Linked DNA regions of Mus musculus: regions 2 and 3 are each linked to region 1. The links are chromatin contacts, called in public promoter capture Hi-C maps. All regions are on one chromosome and are shown on one strand. The core of a region is the stretch at or near the end of the contact, and the rest is flanking DNA. Distances in the headings are between cores, read along the strand shown.

Region 1 (3,276 bases), core at 259-2,758:
AAGCGATTCCTGTTTTCATTGACTCTGGCGAGTCTGAAATGGAGCACAGCCCAAGGATGGGGAGCAGCTTAGAAGGGTCTTCCTTCCCGCCTCACCCCACCCCCTGCTAACCACCACCATCACCACAGTGCATCTTTGCTCCATTCTATCGGTTTACACAAAATCATTACATAATGAGTCGGCGGGCAGGGCTCGAGACGAGTTCTACAGTAACCTGTTTGGAATCACAGGATGCGGTTGTCAGAGCAGAGCATGCGCACAAAGCCGAGTGCTTTTTTTTTTTTTCCTCTAGAGCGCAAGGCAAGAGGTAACTGTCGGTCAAATCCTGGGGAGCCTTGCTGACTTCAAATACAGGATGCTAAAAATGAAATAAAGGGGAGGGACTGTGAGATGTGGGCTTCTAGCGTATTGGGAAGGAACAGGCAGGCTAGTAACAGAAAGAAAGGCACGATTCGGGTGGGAAAACGGAGGGCTTGCTGTTTATACTCCACCACAGTCTGAAGTCAGCTTAAGAGGTTATTAACCGCAATGTCCGCTTGTTAGACAGAGCCGGTAGGGCCAAGGGTGAGACCAGACAGATGGTGGGCTGGTTTTTGTTGTTGTATGTTAGCTTTCTCCTGGAGCATTGAGTGACCGTGGAAGAGGAGACGCTTGCCCACCTCTGAGAAACAATACTTGTCTAGCAATTCTGTAGCACCCAGGTTTTGTCCTAACACTGGTATCTGGGGGGATGGGGGCGTGTAAATGCCCACACCCTACCCTCACCCTGGCAGGGATCTGAGCTCGTCCTCCTCTGTCTCCCCTGGGACTTCGCTGCCTCCTCCAAGAGTAGCTGTCTCTGGGGAGCGCAGGAGAGCAGGCTCCGTTTCGTGGGGCGCAGTTTCTCTTTTTGTGTCCCCCCCCCCCCACTGTGCCCAGGACTCCAGAGGGTGGCGCAAGAAGTCCCCCGCCGTCTGCCCGCTCCACAGAGCTCCTCAGAGAGATCTGACCCTCCCCTCCCTCGGGCTGAGCCTGCAGTCCCTCCCCAGTGCGCTTCCACATCTCCAGCCCCTCACCCAGGAGGCGGACAAGTCAAGGCCATCTACCTGTCCACTTGTGGGGTTGCTCGCTACCCGCGCCCCACTCCACCTTCTGGATGCCCTAAGCCAGTACAGGAGCATCTCAAAGCTCCAGGTGGCCAGGGCGGAGTCGAGCAGCGCCGGGCACCTCTCCAGAGCACCCCAGGTCAGCGCCCGGAGGATGCGCTCATAGGCGGCTGGTGTGAGGACCAGCCAGCCTGGCTTTGAGCTTCCTGTTTCCTTAGAAGATAAAAGCCAGCCCGGAGTGCGAAGGATGTGCGACTCACCATGGCGGTGCCGACCGAGAAAGCGGCCATCAGACAGGCCATGCCCCGGGGGCGGCGGCGGCAGCGGCAGTGGAGACAAGTCTGCGGGCGGCGGGGACGAGGTTGCAGGAACGAGGCTGCGCTTGCTCCTGCTCCTCCGCGGCGCTCTGCGCGGGTTCCGACTGCGCCCCGGCCCCGCCCCTGCCCACGATTGGGCCGGGCGGAGGGGGCGGGGCGCCGACAGGTGCGCGTGCTCTTGTTTTGCTCCTGTTGCGGAGCGGCTGGAGGATGCTCTGGACCCGAAGCTGTCTGCTAGGCCTCTCCCAACCGCCTGGGCCTGGGAAGCCCACTTCAGGGACCCTGCAGGAGCTGGGCCAGCTCAACCCTAGACGAACCAGTGGGGGCGCCCTACAAACCACGGGGTCCTTGTTTCGGAAACCTCCCGAGGTAGCTTGAGATCAATGGGATAGGGAAGAAGGCAGGTGGCTCCTTTGTTCTGCCTTTGTTATGCATGCCTTCCAGGTAGAAGCCCCAGGGACAAACGTAGAAAACAGCCCCAGGGCTTTTCCCTTAGCGCTAGTGTGCGGTGACCCTAAATTGAGGCAGCATGGGCGTTCATACAGATAGCTCCTAGGTCTCCATCAGCACCACTCCATCCCCAAATAAGCCACAGGGGTGTTTCCAGTGTCTTACACAGCCACGTTCTTGTACCCTACTGAAACCCCTGTGATTTGTAAATGGGACGTTGCGTGGTAACCGTGGTGAAAATCTTTAATCCCAACCTCAGATCCTAAACTAAGTCTTCTGTTGAAATGATTCTCTGTCACCCCCAGCACAGTAGAGCCACCCGCTCCAACACTTGGGTGTGCTGGGGTACTTTCTGCTCTCCTAGAAAGGGGCAGGCAAGTGGTTGTCACATCCTCAGATCCTTGACCTCAGCTAAGCTTCTCCCTAGCATCACAGAAAGAAAAGTGGGTGTGGCTGAGTTTGGAGGGAAGAGGGTGGGCTTCTAATACCGGAGGGACCGATGGCCCTATCTGGTATCAAGAAGGCTGACAAAGCCAGGGCATTCTAGAAGGTTATGAGTACAAACCTCCTTGTGAGACTATGCTGGGGCCTAGCAAACACAGAAGTGGATGCTCACAGTCAGCTAATGGATGGATCACAGGGCTCCCAATGGAGGAGCTAGAGAAAGTACCCAAGGAGCTAAAGGGATCTGCAACCCTATAGGTGGAACAACATTATGAACTAACCAGTACCCCGGAGCTCTTGACTCTAGCTGCATATGTATCAAAAGATGGCCTAGTCGGCCATCACTGGAAAGAGAGGCCCATTGGACACGCAAACTTTATATGCCCCAGTACAGGGGAACACCATGGCCAAAAAGGGGGAGTGGGTGGGTAAGGGAGTGGGGGTGGGTGGGTATGGGGGACTTTTGGTATAGCATTGGAAATGTAAATGAGCTAAATACCTAATAAAAAATGGAAAAAAAAAGGATAGAAAAAAAATAAAAATAAAATTCAGATTAAAAAAAAAAAGAGTACAAACCTCCCAGGGAGTGAGAAAGGTTTCTGGGGCCTGGGCTACTGTCTGCCCTGGTGCCCAACCATGCTGTAAAGCAGCAAGAATGGACAAGGGGAGACACTGAATAATGTGACCAGGACACAGGCCATGGTATCAGCATGCCTGGTTTTGCAGATATCTACCCTCTGTCTGTTCTCCCTACTTTCAGAATTTTCTTCTGGCATTTCTCTCTTTCTCAAGCCCCTTCTACTCAACCCCATCCCCACCCCTTCCCCCATTTCCACGCCCCCTTTGATTCACATTCCTTTGATGAACCTTTAATTCAAAAGTAGGCCAATGAGCTTCCAGCCCCCAGCAGCCTCCATGCAGCCTGTGTACTGGAGCTTCAGATGGGAGGCAGGGCTTTCTGGGTTCCTGAGAATGCACAG
Region 2 (3,241 bases), core at 391-2,890, 1.4 Mb after region 1:
AAAAAAAAAAAAAAAAAAAAGGACGAGGAGCTGGAGACATGTGTATGTCTTAAATTCAATTCCCAGCACCCACACCAGACAACTCGCAACTGCCTAGAACTCTAGCTCCAGGGAAACAGACACCTCTGGCCTATGCAGGTACCCACATGCCTATTTAAAACAGTCGAAAAAAATCTTTAAAAAAAAAAAAAAGAATTACAGGCCGGGCGTGGTTGTGCACACCTCTAATTCCAGCACTTGGGAGGCAGAGGCAGGCGAATTTCTGAGTTGGAGGCCAGCCTGGTCTACAGAGTTCCAGGACAGCCAGGGCTACACAGAGAAACCCTGTCTCAAAAAGTCAAAAAAAAATTACAAAATCTTCAGGAAAAGTAGTGTATTCAAAGAACTCAGAAAAGAGAAAAGACTTAAAAGTTGGAGGTACACTGGTATCTTTGGGGAACAGGGACGCTGGGATACAAGAACAGACTTCTCTGGCGTTTGAGTCAGACATATAGTTTTAAGACCATGTGTTGTTTTGACTATGAACTGATACTCAATATTGTCTATGAAAATCAGAGCCAGTTCAACTTATTTCAAAATATTTGCTGGGGTGGAGGGAGAATGAGCATCAGCAGTCGAGGTAAGAAAGTAATGGAATTTGAAGGGATATAGCAATCCCTCCCCTTGAAACCTAGCAAAAGGTTTCCGTATTTCCAGCCCGAGGATGAACCTGTGGACCCAATGTACGATCATCCCAATCTCAGGTGGCAATTTCCTAAGTGACAGTAGCAGTGCCTATTAGAGGAAAGCAGGAAAGCCAGGCGACTGAGCCAACAGAAAGCCAGGCCCGAGGAGCCACATTTTTACTTGACATCACAGATAGGTGAGCCTACTGGAAAGCTCATCGCTGAGGCTTCACAGCACATAAAATGGGTCTCATTTAACTCTTAAGTCGTCCCGGTGGGTGTGGGTGAAGCGGGGGTGGGGGGTGCCACTGGGAACTCAGTGTGGTCTGCGATGGGGCAAGTGAGAGAACAGGAAACAGCTTTGTAGAAGGGCAAGGCGGCAGATACGAACGTCCCCCTCCACCACAGCACCTTCGACTGGGGCCTCGCAGGGAATCCAAGCCAATCCTCTCATTTCCTCGGCCAGGGGAAGGCCAAAGGGCTATCGAGTGACCTACAATGGCAGACGCGCTGTGACCAGGCACTTCTAAGCGCTGCTAACCCCCGTATGCAGAGGGGAAAGAAGGGAACGCCATCTCCCCGACGGAGCTTCTCCTTTGGAAACGTCAGGTGTGATACTGTGTGCGCGGCGACCAGCAGCAGCGGCAACCTCGGCTCCGAGAGGTTGCTGGGGACAAGACAGGGGGCAGGAGCAGAGAGAGGCTACCCGAAAGCGGGCAAAGCGGCCGCCGCAGGGGAAGGATGCTGTGCCCGTGCGCCCGCCCGCTCGCACCCCCGGGGCCGCGCGCCTGCACTCACGCTGAGGGGATGGGGCGAGTAGCCGGCGAGCGGAGACGAGGGACCAGGCCGCCACTGTCGCCGCCCAGGCTGGCCCTGCAACCTCCTCCTCCCTCACTTTCGTTTTCCTCGCAGGGCCGGCTAGCTGCGCGGTCGCGCTCGGAACCCGCCCCGCGGGCGGCGCCGCTTGATAACGTCACGAGCCCGCCAGCCCCGCCCCCGCTGGGCTCAGGCTTGGCCCTGGGGAACTGCCCAGGTCGCACAGCGCGCAGGACCCGAGGCGCCTGCGCGGAAGGGGGACCGCGAAAGAATGGGGGGGCAGAGAAAAGCCACTAGGAAAATAACCCTTGTCTACTCTCGCCCTAAAGAAGGGAAATCAATACTTCACCTCAGTTTATTCATCTTGTTATGGATTACCTGAAGAAGGAAAACTCCCAAGATGTCTTAATAAATCATGTGGAGTCTTTATTATTTATTACCACCGGTGGGGCTGTCTCAGGCAGAGGAGCGGGAAGCACCCTCGGACCTCCAGTTTGTTCGACATTTTAAAGACAAGGACTGCAACTGTGATGTATACAGAAAGGCAGCTCCAAACATGTGCAACAAGCAAACATTGCTTTTTTTTTCTTTTCAGAAGCAGAGTGATAACAATTAAATGGTCAGGCAGTTAACCTTTAGGTCAGAATCACAATCACATGGTATAGAAATTTATGGCTGATCAAGAGACCAGTTTAGCATAAGATTTAATGACTGGTCGAAGTGACCGGAGACGAATTTTTGCCCAAAATAGTTTTAGCAATGAAAGTATTCTTAGGAGCTAGGTGGTAGTGTCGAACACCTTTAATGCCAGCACTCAGAAAGCAGAGACAGGCATATCTCTGTGAGTTCGAAGCCAGCCTAGTCTACATAGCTACTTCCAGGACAGCCAGGGATATATTGTAAGACCCTGACTTGGAAAGTGGGAAAAAAAAATCCTAGAAAGTGTTTCACAACATGGCGTAACTAGTTTGGTAGCTTACTACAGTATCGTCATTATATAGATTTAAGAATACAGTCAGAGGAGCCGGGCGTGGTGGCACACGCCTTTAATCCCAGCACTCGGGAGGCAGAGGCAGGCCTATTTCTGAGTTCGAGGCCAGCCTGGTCTACAAAGTGAGTTCCAGGACAGCCAGGGCTACACAGAGAAACCCTGTCTCGAAAAACAAAACAAACAACAACAACAACAAAAAAGAATACAGTCAGAGACACAAACTGGCCAAGGTCAAAGACCTGTTCCTGTTCCATAGGACATATTTAACATTGGACTAGGCATAGCTCAGTGTCAAGACTGTTCGTCCGGTACACACCAGATCCTAGATCTGATTCTCAATGCCTCAGACTAAAAGAAATAATGGCATCTGTGGCATTTGACCATATGCACTGAGATGGGCTGTAACTCTAACTCCTCTTCCCATTTTCAGACCAATATAACTTTGTTGGACATTCTCAGCTGCGTTTGTCTCTTAAACCCCGAGACTTCAAATGTCAACATATGTTCTCCCATAATGCTGCTTTTTTTAAAAAAAAAAAGGATTTTATTTTTATTTTATGTGTATGCGTGTCCTTCATGCACGTATGTATGTATGCCACATGCATATAGTACCCTTGTAAGCCAGAAGACAGCATCGGATCCCCTGGAACTTGAATTACAGATAGTTGTGGGTGCTGTGCTGAACCCAGGTCTGGAAGAGCGGTAAGTGCTCTTAACCCCTGAACCATCTCTGCAGCCCCTTTCCCAGGTGGCTGGCGCTATATGATTC
Region 3 (3,276 bases), core at 119-2,618, 1.7 Mb after region 1:
GCCCAAGGGCTGGCATCTACATGAGCCTACGCCCCCTCCAGCATGAGTGTGGTGGGCCAAGAGGGCGGTGGGAATGAGCTGTCCCAGGTGCTGAATAGGATGCACTCAGCCAAGCTCCTGGAGAGGCAGAGTCAGGCTGCTCACCCAGGAAGTGAAACTTCTGCAGGGGTGAATGTGGGCTTCCACGTGGAGGCCCCAGGCACCTCCTGTGCATGGCCTGCAGGCCCACAACACAGCGTGGAGGCCTTCCCAGGGCATCTAAAGCCTGTGGCCTGGTGTCTCAGAAGGACGGAACTTTGTATCACAAGTAGAAATCTACCCCTGCATCCTCCACAGAACTCTAGGCACTAAGCTTTGTTCTTGTGGCTCCCGAGGGCTGGGGACTCTGGTGGCAGACTCCTTATCTTCATGTAAGAGTGCTGCTTTACCCAGCATCTAGCTGCTGAAGGCATGGGGACTCACTGTGGTGTACCCGGGTTCTGGAACCCTCTACAACAATCCAGGGCTCAGCCCCTCCCTCCACCTGCCCCTCCTCCCCTCGTCTCTCAGGTCCCCACAGCTTCCCCCTAAGCCTCCTGAGGCCAACCTCTATCTGCTTCCAGAGGACCAAAGGCACTCCCAAACCACAGGCCTGCAAAGCGGTTTCATGTCTCACACTCACGCCCCTCCAAGGCCACTCAGGACCCCTCCCACTCCTGGCTTTGTCTTTTCCCTTCAGACACAAGTGCCAGCACAGCCCCAAAATTCAAAGAAGCTAGTTCCTGTGTCCCCTCTTCTGTTCTCCCTATGATGGGAACCAAACAAGTCACACCCTAGGGCCATCAGAGTAAGCCCTGAGGTATAGAAAGGAACTTAGGAGAGAGGCCTGGTGAGCATGGCTCTGCTTTGTCCCAGTCAGCCACATTCCATCTGTGTCCCGCCTTCCTGTTCCCATTTGTGTCCTGGTGTGAGTGGGATGTGTGTGTGCATGGATTGGAGATCTCCCATGCTCACCCTGTCCAGCTTACTACCACAAGAGCAGTGGTTGCCTGTACTGCCAGGCACCCAGGATGGAGGGACCCCAGGTGCTGCCCCAAAGTACCAGATCAGATAGAAGGGCTCGACCCCTCCCCCACCATCTGTACCTGTTGTTCTCAAACACAGCCACCAGGTTGCACACTGAGTCCTGCTTCTCACAGGCTCGCTCCATCCTGCTAGCCTGCAAGGTGGTCCTCAGTTACCCCAGAAGCAGGGAGGGAGGCAATAGGCTGGTGCCCTCAGCACTCCCTGGCCAGCGGGTGAAGCAGGTCTACCACAGCCTGGAATCTGCCCATCGCTTCTGACTGCCTTGGGGCAGTTCCTATCTTCAGAGTGAAAAAAGAGGAAGTGGTCCCAGTAGCTTGGAAGAGAGGCCAGCACTCCCTACTGTGGGAGGAGCCTGTCAAACTCTCCTTGCTGTGGGAGGAGCCTGTGAAGTACTGCCCGGCCCTCTTGGCATCTGACCTTTACCTCTCAGATACTTCTACCCAGTCCTGTTAGAGAAGGCACGGGCTGTGGCAACAGTGGTCACAGGACGTTTCTGGAGCCGGATCCTGGGATGAGCAGCTTCCTGGATATCCAATTCTCTGCATGGGGGGAAAGGGGACGGCTCAGGGATGTTTTACTTAGTACCATTCTCAGCATCTTCCTTGCATCTGGCGCTGTGCACTGCTGATGGAAAAACAGCTTTTAAATTAAAATGGACCACAGGGTTGGGGATGTAGCTCAGCTGATAGAGAATGCTTGCTTGGCATGCGGGAAGCCCAGGGCTTTATCCTCAGCACTGTAGAACTGGGTATCATGGCACATGCCCATGGCACCCACTTGAGAGGAGAAGTCCAAGTTCTTCCTTGACAACGTAATGAGTATAAGACCAGATTCGGCTACGTGAGACCTGTCTCAAAAAAAAAAATGGGGTCGGATGGGGTGGGCTTTGAGATGGTTCAGGGGTAAGAGTACTTGTAGCCAAGCCTGGCAGCTTGAGTCTAACCCTGGAGCCCCACATGGTGGAAAAAAAATAGACTTTTCCTTTCTTTTTATTTACTTTTATTTTTTATGTGTATGAGTGTTTGGCCTGTGTGAGTCTATTATACCACATTCGTGCCTGGTACCCACAATGGTCAGAAGAGGGTGTTGTGGGAATGGGACCTAGGTCCTTTCTAAGTTCTCTTAACCTCTGAACCAATTCTCCACCCAAAATGCAGACTCTTTCAGGTTGCCTCTGGGCTCCAACCCACACACACTGTATCTCTTGTACTCCTACCCTAAAAAAAACATCTAAAGCTGAACTGGTGGTGGCACACACCTTTAGTCCCAGCACTCGGGAGGCAGAGGCAGGCAGATCTCTGAGTTTGATGCCCACTTGGTCTACAGAGTAACTTTTTTTTTTTTTTTCAAGACAGGGTTTCTCTGTAGCCCTGACTGCTCTGGAACTCACTTTGTAGACCAGGCTGGCCTCGAACTCAGAAATCCACCTGTCTCTGCCTCCCAAGTGCTGGGATTAAAGGCGAGCGCCACCACGCCCAGCTCCAGAGTAACTTTTAAGACAGCTGGGGCTACACAGAGAAACCCTGTCCGGAAAAAAAAAAAAAAAGAAAAATAGGGCAAACAAAACAAAAAACCCCACAGACTGTGAGGATATGCAGGAAGGGGTCCTGTGGTCCCCAACACCTCTTTGGATGCTTTTGTCTTAATGATGTTGATATTTCTCTAGTGGCCCGGGTTGGAGAGCCCCTATGGGTTAGAGCTAACAAGTCTCCTCTCTTTCACTCCCATAGCTGTGTTACACAGTGTGCTCCCTTATCAGAAATGGAGGCCAATGGAAGTCAAGACACCTGACTGAGGTCACCCAGGAAGAACAGGGGAAGAACTGCCATTTCTGAAGCCCAGGTAAGTGTCCTATGACTCCAGCAAAGACCCAGGGAACCTGGAGGGTGACCTCCATGCACTCCATCCTCAGGGTCCCCTGATCACAGCACCCTAGGGAAATCTGCCTCTTGGTCACTCAGGGTTTCTAGAACACGTGACCAGCGCCTCTGCTCTGCTCATTCAAGCTGGAAAGCCATTCATTCATTGCTCTCCCATGGATCCTGAGCCAGGACCCTCCACTGAAGCTAGTCTTTGTCCTCGGATCAAGTGTGAGCCATCCTGGAGCCCAAAGTGCCTGGCAGAGTTTCTGCTGTGGTAGCTGTGAGCCTGGAGCCTCCTGCCCAGCAACCCTGCACCTCTGAGCTCCCCCACCCCCCAGCTGTGTTTGCC

The links. Promoter capture Hi-C pulls out the DNA fragments that hold promoters and counts their contacts.
Region 2: a contact with region 1 is called in a promoter capture Hi-C map of hippocampal neurons, with 6 times the contacts expected there. The contact joins the promoter of Cmtr1 here to the promoter of Abcg1 in region 1. A contact is called at or near these places in 3 of 39 promoter capture datasets (hippocampal neurons and liver).
Region 3: a contact with region 1 is called in a promoter capture Hi-C map of liver, with 3 times the contacts expected there. The contact joins the promoter of Fgd2 here to the promoter of Abcg1 in region 1. A contact is called at or near these places in 2 of 39 promoter capture datasets (liver and pre-B cells).

What each region holds. Positions count from the first base shown.
Region 1 is chr17:31,055,926-31,059,201 of GRCm38.p6, reverse strand. Abcg1 (ATP binding cassette subfamily G member 1) reads right to left here and starts at 1,508. Exons shown (of 15, transcript NM_009593.2): 1 at 1,346-1,508. The coding sequence starts at 1,387.
Region 2 is chr17:29,658,994-29,662,234 of GRCm38.p6, reverse strand. It overlaps Cmtr1 (cap methyltransferase 1), which reads right to left and starts at 1,640. Exons shown (of 24, transcript NM_028791.6): 1 at 1,464-1,640. The region is part of intron 7 of Gm28043 (predicted gene, 28043); the gene reads right to left.
Region 3 is chr17:29,359,006-29,362,281 of GRCm38.p6, reverse strand. Fgd2 (FYVE, RhoGEF and PH domain containing 2) reads right to left here and starts at 1,368. Exons shown (of 16, transcript NM_013710.4): 1 at 1,125-1,368. The coding sequence starts at 1,189.